Linked DNA regions of Ovis aries: region 2 is linked to region 1. Evidence: chromatin contacts called from public Hi-C data. All regions are on one chromosome and are shown on one strand. The core of a region is the stretch at or near the end of the contact, and the rest is flanking DNA. Distances in the headings are between cores, read along the strand shown.

What was found. Hi-C and Micro-C count contacts between places; a contact is called where the count stands out from the background.
Region 2: a contact with region 1 is called in a Hi-C map of hypothalamus, with 3 times the contacts expected there. The contact joins the promoter of RANBP6 here to the promoter of MLANA in region 1. A contact is called at or near these places in 3 of 16 Hi-C or Micro-C datasets (hypothalamus and tail adipose tissue).

Annotation. Positions count from the first base shown.
Region 1 is chr2:74,037,967-74,043,745 of ARS-UI_Ramb_v3.0, reverse strand. It overlaps MLANA (melan-A), which reads right to left and starts at 2,117. Exons shown (of 5, transcript XM_060409434.1): 1 at 1,953-2,117.
Region 2 is chr2:74,177,029-74,182,807 of ARS-UI_Ramb_v3.0, reverse strand. It overlaps RANBP6 (RAN binding protein 6), which reads left to right and starts at 3,662. Exons shown (of 2, transcript XM_042243432.2): 1 at 3,662-3,872; 2 at 4,929-5,779. The coding sequence starts at 3,678.

The sequences.
Region 1 (5,779 bases), core at 868-3,367:
CAAAGACATTCTCGCTAGGTGACTGAAAACGATATCCAAACCCTCTGTTTTCTCTCTCTGCAAGGACTCGTACTTGTTTCTTTCACAGATGTCAAGTGGGAATTGCTCAGGTTTTTAACCCCTTTCTACCAACTGAAATTTAAGTTCAAAGAAGAAACCACAAACAAAAGGAAAAAACTTTCAAACTGAGTTGTGATTTGAGAATTAATTTGACTCTATACCACAAACTTGTAGAGAAATAAACAAAAAGCATTTTAATTCATTCCTTACTTTCCCTGGCTCAAGACAGATTAATAAGAGGAGTTATTTCTCTCCAGAGGTATTATTTTATATCAATCCTTGGACAAATAAAAGGCTATGATGATATAATGGGCATGTGTCTCAGCACAGCATCCTTCAAGCCCATTAATTCCAACAAAGGAAACTGTCCCCAAAATATGAAATTTTAAACTATGATACAAACAAGTAAAAAGCTCATGAACTTTAGTGGTCATTATTAGAGTGTGCTTATTAAAAACCAACAATGATTTCTCTTCTCTCCTTGCTATTGTGCGTTTTTCATTCCTTTTATTGTTCTTGTGAATTGCATAGGTCTGATCCCCATAGAGTTATATTAATGAGCCCATTTAAAACAGCTGAATAGAAGTGGAAAAGGGGAGTGGAGAGTTCACCCCATGAACCCTTTCCTTGGGGCATTGCATGTGTCATTTGCGCTTCCCAGTTGTAAAGAAGTCACAGTTGACCTTACTGATCATCTCAGGTGAATAATGTGGGGATGAACTCTGTTCAAAATGACAGACACAAAACGAATTCTGCATTAAGTTCGTTTCTGTAAATCTATACCTCCAGTTTCGAGCCTTGGCAAACAGTGGCGGGACAGCAAATGTACTTCATCCTACCTGAGCCAAGAAAAGTGGTTCTTAAGGGAGTAGACACAGCTGTTCCTGAGCCAGTTACAGCCTGAACAACTGCTTTTCCTGGTTCTCTGCTTTGCTTCTGGGCAGTCTAGAGGTAGGACCTAGGAGGAGACTTTGTGAACCCTTAAAAGTCGGAGAATTGTGAATATTGAGGAGAATTCTGCCGACATCCAGGTATCAGAAAGGCTGGAGGAGTCCACTGGAATCTGCCAAAGCCTGTTCTGTTCTGAAAGAGTGGGTGAAAAGGCTTTGCTCTTACCTGCCTTCCTGGGACCAACTCCGTCTGCTGGCTGCCGTTTCTGTGAAGATTGCTTCTCTGGCTCTTAACCTTTTTCATTTTTTTTCCCCCTGGTCTCGAGTCCCATGTTAATCACGAGTTTAGATTTCTGATGGGGTCGTTTGTGATTGCTTAATTAGCGTGAAAGAAACCAACTTCATTCCTCTCCTCAAAAAGTCACGGCTCACTGTGGCCTCTTTTTTCCTTAATCCCAGGTTTCATCTTAGGGGAGTCATTAGTTTTAATGCTGATCCCTCATCTGTAGGATTGCCAGTTAAAATATAGGCTTTCCAGTTACATTTGAATTTCAGATAAGCAATGAATAGATTTTAGTATAACGGTGTCCCATGAAATATTTTTAGTGCAAAAAATTATTTGCTGTTTACTTGAAATTCAGTTGTAATGGGGTACCCTCTACCCACCCTCATCTTCACCTCAAAGTGTGGGTGAGCCTTTGGTCTCAGGCCTGAAGGTAATCTAGGAGCACGACTTCCTGATCAAGAAGAGGAATTAGAGGATCCCTGAAACTTCCTGAGCTAAGCTCCCAGGTCTTTTGTGACACCCTCAGAGACGACTGTCCCTTGGGAAGAATGGGTTTCTTGCATTGGCAAGGAGCAGAGAAAATTTCCTGTTTGAAGGTGGATATGACCTACCTAGAATTTAATTGAAACCAGGGCTAATTCAACCTACATAGCCTGCTCTGAGAGTCAAATGTGTACAGCCCAGAAGCATTTCAGTGGGACAGAATTATTGCTCACCAGCTCTCTGTCGGAGAAGGCAATGGCACCCCACTGCAGTACTCTTGCCTGGAAAATCCCATGGTTGGAGGAGCCTGGTGGGCTGCCATCTATGGGGTCACACAGAGTCGGACACGACTGAGCAACTTCACTTTCACTCTTCACTTTCACTTTTCACTCTGATGCATTGGAGAAGGAAATGGCAAGCTACTCCAGTGTTCTTGCCTGGAGAATCCCAGGGACGGGGGAGCCTGGTGGGCTGCCATCTATGGGGTCACACAGAATTGGAAATGACTGAAGCAACTTAGCAGCAGCAGCAGTAGCACCAGCTCTCTGTAACCATTGTAAACAGGCAAAAACTAAACAAAACACCCACCAGAATTAAGGAATGTGAGAGTTCTCATCAGCCAAGCACTTAGATTAAATGACCACTAAGGTTCCCCTTTATGGCTTCCTTGGTAGTTCAGATGGTAAAGAATTTGCCTGCAATGCAGGGGACCTGGGTTCGATCCCTGGGTTGGGAAGATCCCCTGGAGAATGGAATGGCAACCCACTCCAGTACTCTTGCCTAGAGAATTTCCATGGACAGAAGAGCCTGGTGGGCTGCAGTCCATGGGGTTGCAAAGAGTTGGACATGACTGATTGACTAACGCGACTACAACATGAGGTCCGCTTCCCCACCTTGCAGATCTTATGGTTCTTTCCAGTTCCCATTGGACTGTCTCGTGTGAGGGCATTATCAGCACTGGATAATCATCAGTGGAAATGATGTGGGAGAAATAAAACAGCATGAGTGAGGTTGATCTTTATTAGGTGAGATCCTTGTTCTCTCCTTTCTGAAAAGGAGAAAAAATGCAAACAGATCTGAGTGACAAGAAGGAGTCAGCCATTCACAGATGGACAGTGTTTCATAGAGAAGAACCAGTGCAAAGGCCCCACAGCAGAGAAAGAATCAGACTTGGTCTGGACTGCCAGAACTGAGGCTGATTTAGGAGATTTCATAAGAAAATCAGGAAGGATACAAGCCTTTGGTGTCAAGGGATTTGAGGAGAGCAGCTTTAACCTGAGACTCATGTTTATGCCCAATAACTCCCAGGAAGGCCTAGTGGTGTGTGCTAGTCTAGAAAGAAAAATGCAGTTCTTTTATTTACTTAACCTTTTTTTTTAATTTTAATGTATACTTTATTTTTTAGAACAGCTTTAGATTTACAGAAAAATATGAAGATAATACATAGATATCCCACACCCAGTTCCCCTGTTATTAACATCTTAAATTAGTTACAATAATGAACCAGTAACTACAGCCATATCTTACTGAGATACCCTTAGTTTTTCACCTGCGCCATTTTTCTGTTCTAGAATCCTACAGGACATGTTAACTAAAGGGTGCAGTTCTGAGCCTAGAGATTGATACATGCTAAGCTGGACTCAACTAACATGGCCCCCTGGATGATGAGCACCCAGGCCAGAAAGGAAGAAGGTACTAACCTGGATCTCCGGGCAAAGGGAAGCTCCTGGGTCTCGCTCAAGTCCCTCAGTGATGTGAGCTAATCCGGGGGCCCTGAGTGTGCCCGGGCACCGTTCCAGGGTGGAAACTGCAAGGCAGCTGGCATTGTCTGCTCCCCCAGAAGAGGCTCTGGGACCAGGCCCAGCTCACTGGGGATACTGTGACCTGTCTTGGCACTTCCTCTCCAGCTACTCTGCTTTTTGGAGCTCAGCAAGGGAGCCCTGATCAGATCTTACAGAGGCATCTCTTTAGGTCTTTGAGTGGTTTTGCAGCCTCTGGGGTACCCAGTCCTGTTAGGGTGAAGCACCCAGGAAGAGCTGGGGTGGCTTCTTTAAATAAGTCACCAGGGACCCTCAGCCTCAAATCCTACACATCCCGTTTCCTGAAAGTGCCCCCAGCAGTTCCCTTTGCCTCAGGCTCCTAGTCACTGTCCTGGGACTGGCCTAGGCCCAGGTTCTGCCCCAGAGTCAGTCCATCCCAGCCCAGGCTCCACTTGCCCTCACCCTACCCCCATCCCCCCTAGTGATTTCTCTTCTTCCCTGGCATAACATTCTTCCCTGGTGCAACATCTACCCACCACTACCAACAGGCTCACAGTTGGGGCTCTAAAGTCCAAACTGCTTGCACTTCCTCTCTTCCGTCTGTGTGACCTTGGATAAATCATAAATCTCTTAGAATGCCATTGCATGCGTCTAAAAAAAGAGAGTTATTAATAGTATCTACTCCCTAGATTGGTTGAAAAAGTTAAAGGAGATAAGGCTTACCACCTGCTTGGCACAGAATGAGTTTAACGATAGTGTGAGCTGTTACTATAAGGTTGCCGTACCCAGTACCCCTTTGGCCCAGTTCAGACCTGCCTTGAGTGTGGGCGTGACACTGCACTTCCTGTGCCCCAGACAGGGGATTAGAGTTTAGCACCTGGCCGGTCACTGACTTGTTCTCTGCTGCCACCTGGTGGGCCTTGGTCCCCTTGCACCGCAGGCCCTGAGATGAAGCGGCTGGGACTCTGATCTTTTCAAAACCCTCTCATTCACAGTGCTCAGGAACCAGAGTCCTGTTCACTTTTCCTTCTTGGGGATTAGAACCCTTTTCAGTGCCCCACAAGACTGTGAGCTCTTGCTCTCTTACCACACCTCGACAGAAAATGCTAGAATATTATGAAAGACATGTTTGTAAATGGGAGTTGTTGGTGCGGCCCTTTTGTAGAAGCTAAACAAACAGAACTTGCTTATCAGAAAGTGGAGAAGACAGGTAGACATCTCTGCCGTTATTGAAGCAGGCCACAGACAGTACTCTTTCCCTACCCCCGGTGGAGTCCTGGGACTCAGTCAGAATGGCCTTGAATCCAGCTCCCATTATTACCTGTGTGACCTTCGGCAAGTTTCTTAAGCTCTCGAAGCTTCGGCAGCCCCATCTACAAAATGGGAATTAATCATTATTGCAGAATTGCTGTGAGATTTAAATGAGATAAAAATACGTAAAATCATCCAGTGCAATGCCTGGCAAATTACTAAAACTTGAGAAAGGCTGATGCCTCCAGGAATCTCCTGTGGATGTGCAAATAGCCTTAAGAGGGTGGGATAGCAGCATAAGCCTGTGAACTAATAATGCTCAGCTGTGGCTTGATAATTGCTCAGTGCTAATCAGTGAACAAGTTATACTGCCTGTGGCATAAAGGGCTGTTGGTCGGAGATATTCTGAGGGTGGAAGTGGCAGTGGTGAGGTCCAGATGGGAGCAGAATGAAGGTGTATTTATACAGGGGCGCCTAAAGGACACCCACCCGCTCCCCCCCCCCCCCCCCCCCCCCCCGCCCCGGCCCTTCTCCCTCAGGCACTCTAGAGCAAGAGTCAACTTCTGCGGGTCTCAGGCTGGACTCTCACGAGGCTCTGTCAGTTCCTCAATCCAACAGGTAAGTTGTTCGGGGAGAACTAGCGTCAGTCCCGAGGCTTGCACAGAGCTGGTTTTGTGTGAGAACAATGGCCCAGTTCCTGAGGCTGTTCAGGTGCAGAGAAAAGAGCATTAATAAATCAGAAATGGGATTTAATAATCCCTTGGCCACTTCTGACCAGTCAGTATCAAGAGGGATAGGCTTGCAGGACTGATTGGAATGATTTTTGGGGTGGAATGCTATGTTTACCGCCATGTCAGATAATACTGGAGCCACCCCAGACTCCTGCCCAGGAAGTAGCAGGGGTGTGGGTTCCTCTTGGGGACAGGAGGCACATGAGAAGTCTCTTAAAGGAAGATGAGTTTCCTCTGAGTCTGGAAAGGTGAGCAGGGGGTCGTCAGACATGAGATGGGGAGGGCATGCTCAGTGCAGAGGATAAGTAAACGTTTGCG
Region 2 (5,779 bases), core at 2,413-4,912, 140 kb before region 1:
TAGACTTTCAGTTTAACTGAACTAAGGTGTGTGTGTGCTCGGTCCTGTCCAACTCTTTGTGACCCTGTAGACTGTAGACTGCCAGGAACCTCTGTCCATGAAAATTTCCAGGCATGAATACTGGAGCAGGTTGCCGTTTTCTACTCCAGGGGATCTTACCGACCCAGGGATCAAACTCATGTTCCCTACGTCTCCTGCATTGGCAGGTGGATTCTTTACCATTCTGCTGCCTGGAAAACCCTAAATGCCTCCAATCTTCACACTTCAGTTTTTGCATTGCTATCAAAGTAATATTTCTAAATGTGGATCATTTCACAGCACTTGATTAAAATCCTTAAACTGCTCCTCTTTACCTTTGGGGGAAAAAAGCCAAATTTCTTAACATGGAATATGAGACCCTTCATGATCTGGCTTCTATAGAACTTCTGTCTTCCTCCTTCCTGCCTCTTATGTCATCCCAAGCCCCCTCAAGTCACATACCCAATGCTCCAGCAAGAAATACTGGCAGAACTCATCACACTAGGCTCTAAGACCTTTCCACATTTGAACACAGCTGTTCCCTTTACTTAGAAACTTCTTCTCTTTATTCAAATAGTGAATAAAGATTTATCCTTTAAAAGCCAGCCCTGGTATCACCACCTTTGGGAAGCCTTGCCTGATTTCCCTTAGCTGCCTCCACAAACTCACGTGGTTGCATCACCACAGTGATCACTACACTAAATGGTATTTGCTGTCTCTCATGGCATCCTCATGTATTTAATGTTTATCCCCAGCACACAGCACCATACTTGAGTATACCCTCAATGAACGTGTGCTGAGAAAATAAATGAATAACTGCGTAATGTTAACCCAGCATTTTCCAAACATTTTTTACAGAGTGGTTCTACCAACTCACTTAAACTACCACCAAAAGTATCATTGAGTTTCCTATTATTCCATATTTTCACTGTCACTTGATATTCTTAGACTTAAATTTAAAACATTGTATTGGGCCTGTGGTGGTATCTCATTCTAGTTTTTGTGTCTTTAATATGCTAACAGATATGGTTTTAAGACAAGCTTTTTCCCCCCAACATGTAATAGTTATTAAGATTTTCTGAAAGAGTGAATGCAAAGGCCCTATAATTAGACTTTTCCAAAGAATGGTGGGAAAGCCATTGACTCTGGAGCAAGATGCAGAACTGTAGTCAAGATCTTGGAATCAGAACCAACACTGATTTCAGCAGTGGTTCTCAAATTTTTGTATTCACATGAAAACCCAGTGTCCTTGTTAAAATTGAACATTCTTAGGTTGTATCACCCAGAAATTCTGATTCAGTAGTTCAGAGATTGAGCCCTAATATCTACATTTTAAAATAAGTTTCTCAAGTGATTCTGATGCAGTTGACTTTCAGTCCACAGAATAAAAAGCACTGTTTAGAGAATAAGGTTTTTTCCTAAACGAGCATTTGTTGTTGTTGTTTTTGTTGTTGTTTAGTCACTAAGTCGTGTCTGACTCTTTGTGACTCTGCTGCCTGTAGCCCACCAGGCTCCTTTGTCCATTGGATTTCCCAGGCAAGAATACTGGAGTGAGTTGCCATTTCCTTTTCAAAGGAATCTTCCTGACCCAGGGATCAAACCTGCATCTCCTGCATTGGCAGGCAGATTCTTTATTGATGAACTACCAGGAACAAAATTAAAGTTCAGCCAACTCAGAGAAGTTTAAAATATACCATGCAATAAGCGAAAACGTCTGATTGTATTGCAAAATCAAGAGTAATTATGGGGAAGTGGTATGGTGAAGAGCATCAGTGTTGCTTTCAGAAGAGGTAGATTGGAGACTCAGGGTGCGTCATCTTAGGCAAATCCCTTAACCTTCCTGAGTTTCCATTTCTCACCTAAAATTAGTATTATATCTATTCTACCAATCTTGCAAACCTGTGTAATGGTTAAAATGATAGATTGGCAAGGCCCATACAAAAGTAAGATCTAATCATTGTTAAAGTAATGATGATTTTTTTAATATATAATTTTATTTATGTATTTTACTAATTATTTTTGGCTGTGCTGGGTCTTCCTTGCTGTGCAGGCTTTTCTCTCATTGCAGCAAGCAGGGTCTACTCTTTGTTGCAGTGGGCAGGCTTCTCATTGAACTGGCTTATCTTGTTGCAGAGCACTAGGCTCTAGACACACAGGCTTCAGTAGTTGGATTTGTGGGCTCAGTAGTTGCAGTTCCTATTTACCAGGCTCTAGAAGACAATGGCACTCCACTCCAGTACTCTTGCTTGGAAAATCCCATGGATGGAGGAGCCTGGTAGGCTGCAGTCCATGAGGTCGCTAAGAGTCAGACACGACTGAGCAACTTCACTTTCAGTTTTCACTTTCATGCATTGGAGAAGGAAATGGAAACCCACTCCAGTGTTCTTGCCTGGAGAATCCCAGGGACGGCGGAGCCTGGTGGGCTGCCGTCTATGGGGTCACACAGAGTCGGACATGATTGAAGCGACCTAGCAGCAGCAGCAGAGTACAGCTCAATAGTTGTAGCACAAGGGCTTAGTTGCTCCACAGCATGTGGCATCTTCTAGGACCAGAGATCAAAATTGTGCCCCCTGCATTGGCAGGTGGATTATTTACCGCTGAGCCCGTGTAATTAATGAGCCTGGTAATTGCAGGGAAGCAACCCTTTCTGAATTAAAGAAACAATATTTAGCCTCAGGGGCATTTATTTCTTAGAATAACCTCAGCTGCTCTCTAGGAAAAGGAAAACTGTAAAAACATTTTAAGTTTGCAAAAAAAAAAAAAAAACTTCAGTGACAAGACCAGGGATTCAAATCAATTTTGAGACAAGACCAGAATTCTAATCTTACTAACCCACGTTACTTTTCATCATACATTACTCAAATACCTTTCTCATTCTTTATTATAATCCACAGAGCAAGTGATTCCAACACACACCTGAATCTGAGCACCTCTGCTCTACTGCATTAGATATAATAGTGGGTGCTAATCATTGTCTTTATCTTTTATTGTACTTATTTGATAAAAAGCTTTATTGAGGTATTATCCACATGCAATACAATTCACCAAACTAAATTGTACAATTCAATGGTTTGAGTATAATCACAGAGTCGTGCAGCTATCTCCACTATCAATTTCACATTTTCATCACCCAGAAAGAACTTTCCTGACAGCAGTTATTCTCTATTCTCTCTTCCCCTCAGCCATTGCCAAACACTAATCTACTTTCTGTATGGATTTTCCACTTTAGACCTTTCATATAAAAGGAATCATAAAACATGTAGCCTTTCGTGATTGTCTTCTTTCACTTAGATTTTCAAGGCGTACGCTCTGTTTTAAAATTATCAGTGTAACAACCGTAGATATAGTTTAGAAATAGAAGACGAAAAAACCCATAATCCCATTCTAATAGTCATTATCATACTTTTATTTTTTCCTCTCTATAGGTGCATTTTCATTTTATTGGAAATCAGATGGAGAGCGACCCTCGCTCCCACCACGACCCCATGAGTCCCGCGCCACCGGCCTCCCGGCCTCCCAAAGCCCGGACCAAGACGAGCCACGGCAGGGGAGGAAGTGGCCCCGCCCCGCCCCTCCGCGCCGGCGCCTCGCTGATGTCACTGCTCCGGGACGCAGACCCCCGCCCTCCTTCCCCGTCGCGGTTGCTTTGACAGAACGCGATGGCGGCGTCCGGGTCTGCCGGAGTACCGGCGACCGTGTCGGGAAAGCAAGAGTTTTACCAGCTTCTGAAGAACCTGATCAATCCAAGCTGTATGGTGCGGCGGCAGGCAGAGGAAATCTATGAAAATATCCCAGGTCTGTGTAAGACTACATTCCTCTTAGATGCCGTCAGAAATAGAAGAGCAGGTTATGAGGTGAGACAAATGGCTGCCGCCCTGCTACGACGGCTTTTGTCCTCTGGGTTTGAGGAAGTCTATCCAAATTTGCCTTCTGATGTTCAGAGGGACGTCAAGATTGAACTGATACTGGCTGTTAAGTTAGAAACACATGCTAGTATGAGGAAAAAACTTTGTGACATTTTTGCAGTCCTGGCCAGGAATTTGATAGATGAGGATGGCACTAACCACTGGCCTGAAGGTCTGAAGTTCCTTGTTGATTCAATCTACTCTAAAAATGTGGTTCTATGGGAAGTTGCACTTCACGTTTTCTGGCACTTTCCAGGGATTTTTGGGAACCAGGAGCGGCACGATTTGGATATCATCAAAAGGTTGTTGGACCAGTGTATTCAAGATCAAGAACATCCAGCAATCAGGACATTATCTGCTAGAGCTGCAGCTGCATTTGTACTTGCTAATGAGAATAATATTGGTCTTTTCAAAGACTTTGCAGACTTGCTTCCTGGAATCTTACAGGCTGTGAATGATTCATGCTACCAGGATGATGATTCAGTGCTAGAATCCCTTGTCGAGATTGCAGATACTGTACCTAAATATTTGGGTCCTTATTTAGAAGATACTCTGCAACTGAGTCTAAAGTTATGTGGAGACTCTAGACTTAGTAATCTGCAACGCCAGCTGGCACTTGAAGTAATAGTGACCTTGTCTGAAACTGCCACCCCAATGTTGAAAAAACATACAAATATTATTGCACAGGCAGTTCCTCATATATTAGCAATGATGGTTGATCTACAAGATGACGAGGACTGGGTAAATGCTGATGAAATGGAAGAAGATGATTTTGACAGCAATGCAGTTGCTGCTGAGAGTGCATTAGACAGACTGGCTTGTGGGCTCGGTGGAAAACTTGTTTTACCAATGACTAAGGAGCATATCATGCAGATGCTGCAGAGCCCTGACTGGAAATACCGACATGCTGGATTAATGGCCTTATCTGCTATTGGAGAAGGATGCCATCAGCAAATGGAATCAATTTTAGATGAAACAGTTAACTCTGTTTTGCTTTTTCTTCAGGATCCTCATCCAAGGGTGAGGGCTGCAGCCTGTACTACACTTGGACAGATGGCTACAGATTTTGCACCTAACTTCCAAAAGAAATTCCATGAAACTGTGATTGCAGCTCTGTTGCGTACTATGGAAAATCAAGGTAATCAGCGTGTACAGTCACATGCAGCTTCTGCGCTTATTATTTTTATTGAAGACTGTCCCAAATCATTGCTGGTTCTATATTTGGATAGTATGGTAAGAAATCTACATTCCATCTTGGTGATTAAACTTCAAGAGTTGATTCGCAATGGAACTAAGTTGGCCTTAGAACAGCTTGTGACAACCATTGCCTCAGTTGCAGATACAATAGAAGAAAAATTTGTACCATACTATGATATATTTATGCCCTCACTAAAGCATACTGTTGAGCTTGCTGTTCAAAAGGAACTCAAACTTCTGAAAGGAAAGACTATTGAATGCATTAGCCATGTTGGTCTTGCTGTTGGTAAGGAAAAATTTATGCAAGATGCATCAAATGTGATGCAGTTATTGTTGAAGACACAATCAGAGTTAAATAATATGGAAGATGATGACCCTCAGACCTCTTACATGGTTTCAGCATGGGCTAGAATGTGTAAAATTCTTGGAAGTGATTTTCAACAGTACCTTCCACTGGTTATTGAGCCTCTTATTAAGACTGCTTCAGCTAAACCTGACGTTGCTCTCTTAGACACACAAGATGTGGAGAATATGAGTGATGATGATGGATGGCAATTTGTAAATCTTGGAGACCAGCAAAGTTTTGGAATTAAAACTTCAGGACTTGAAGCAAAAGCAACTGCTTGCCAGATGTTGGTTTATTATGCTAAGGAGTTAAG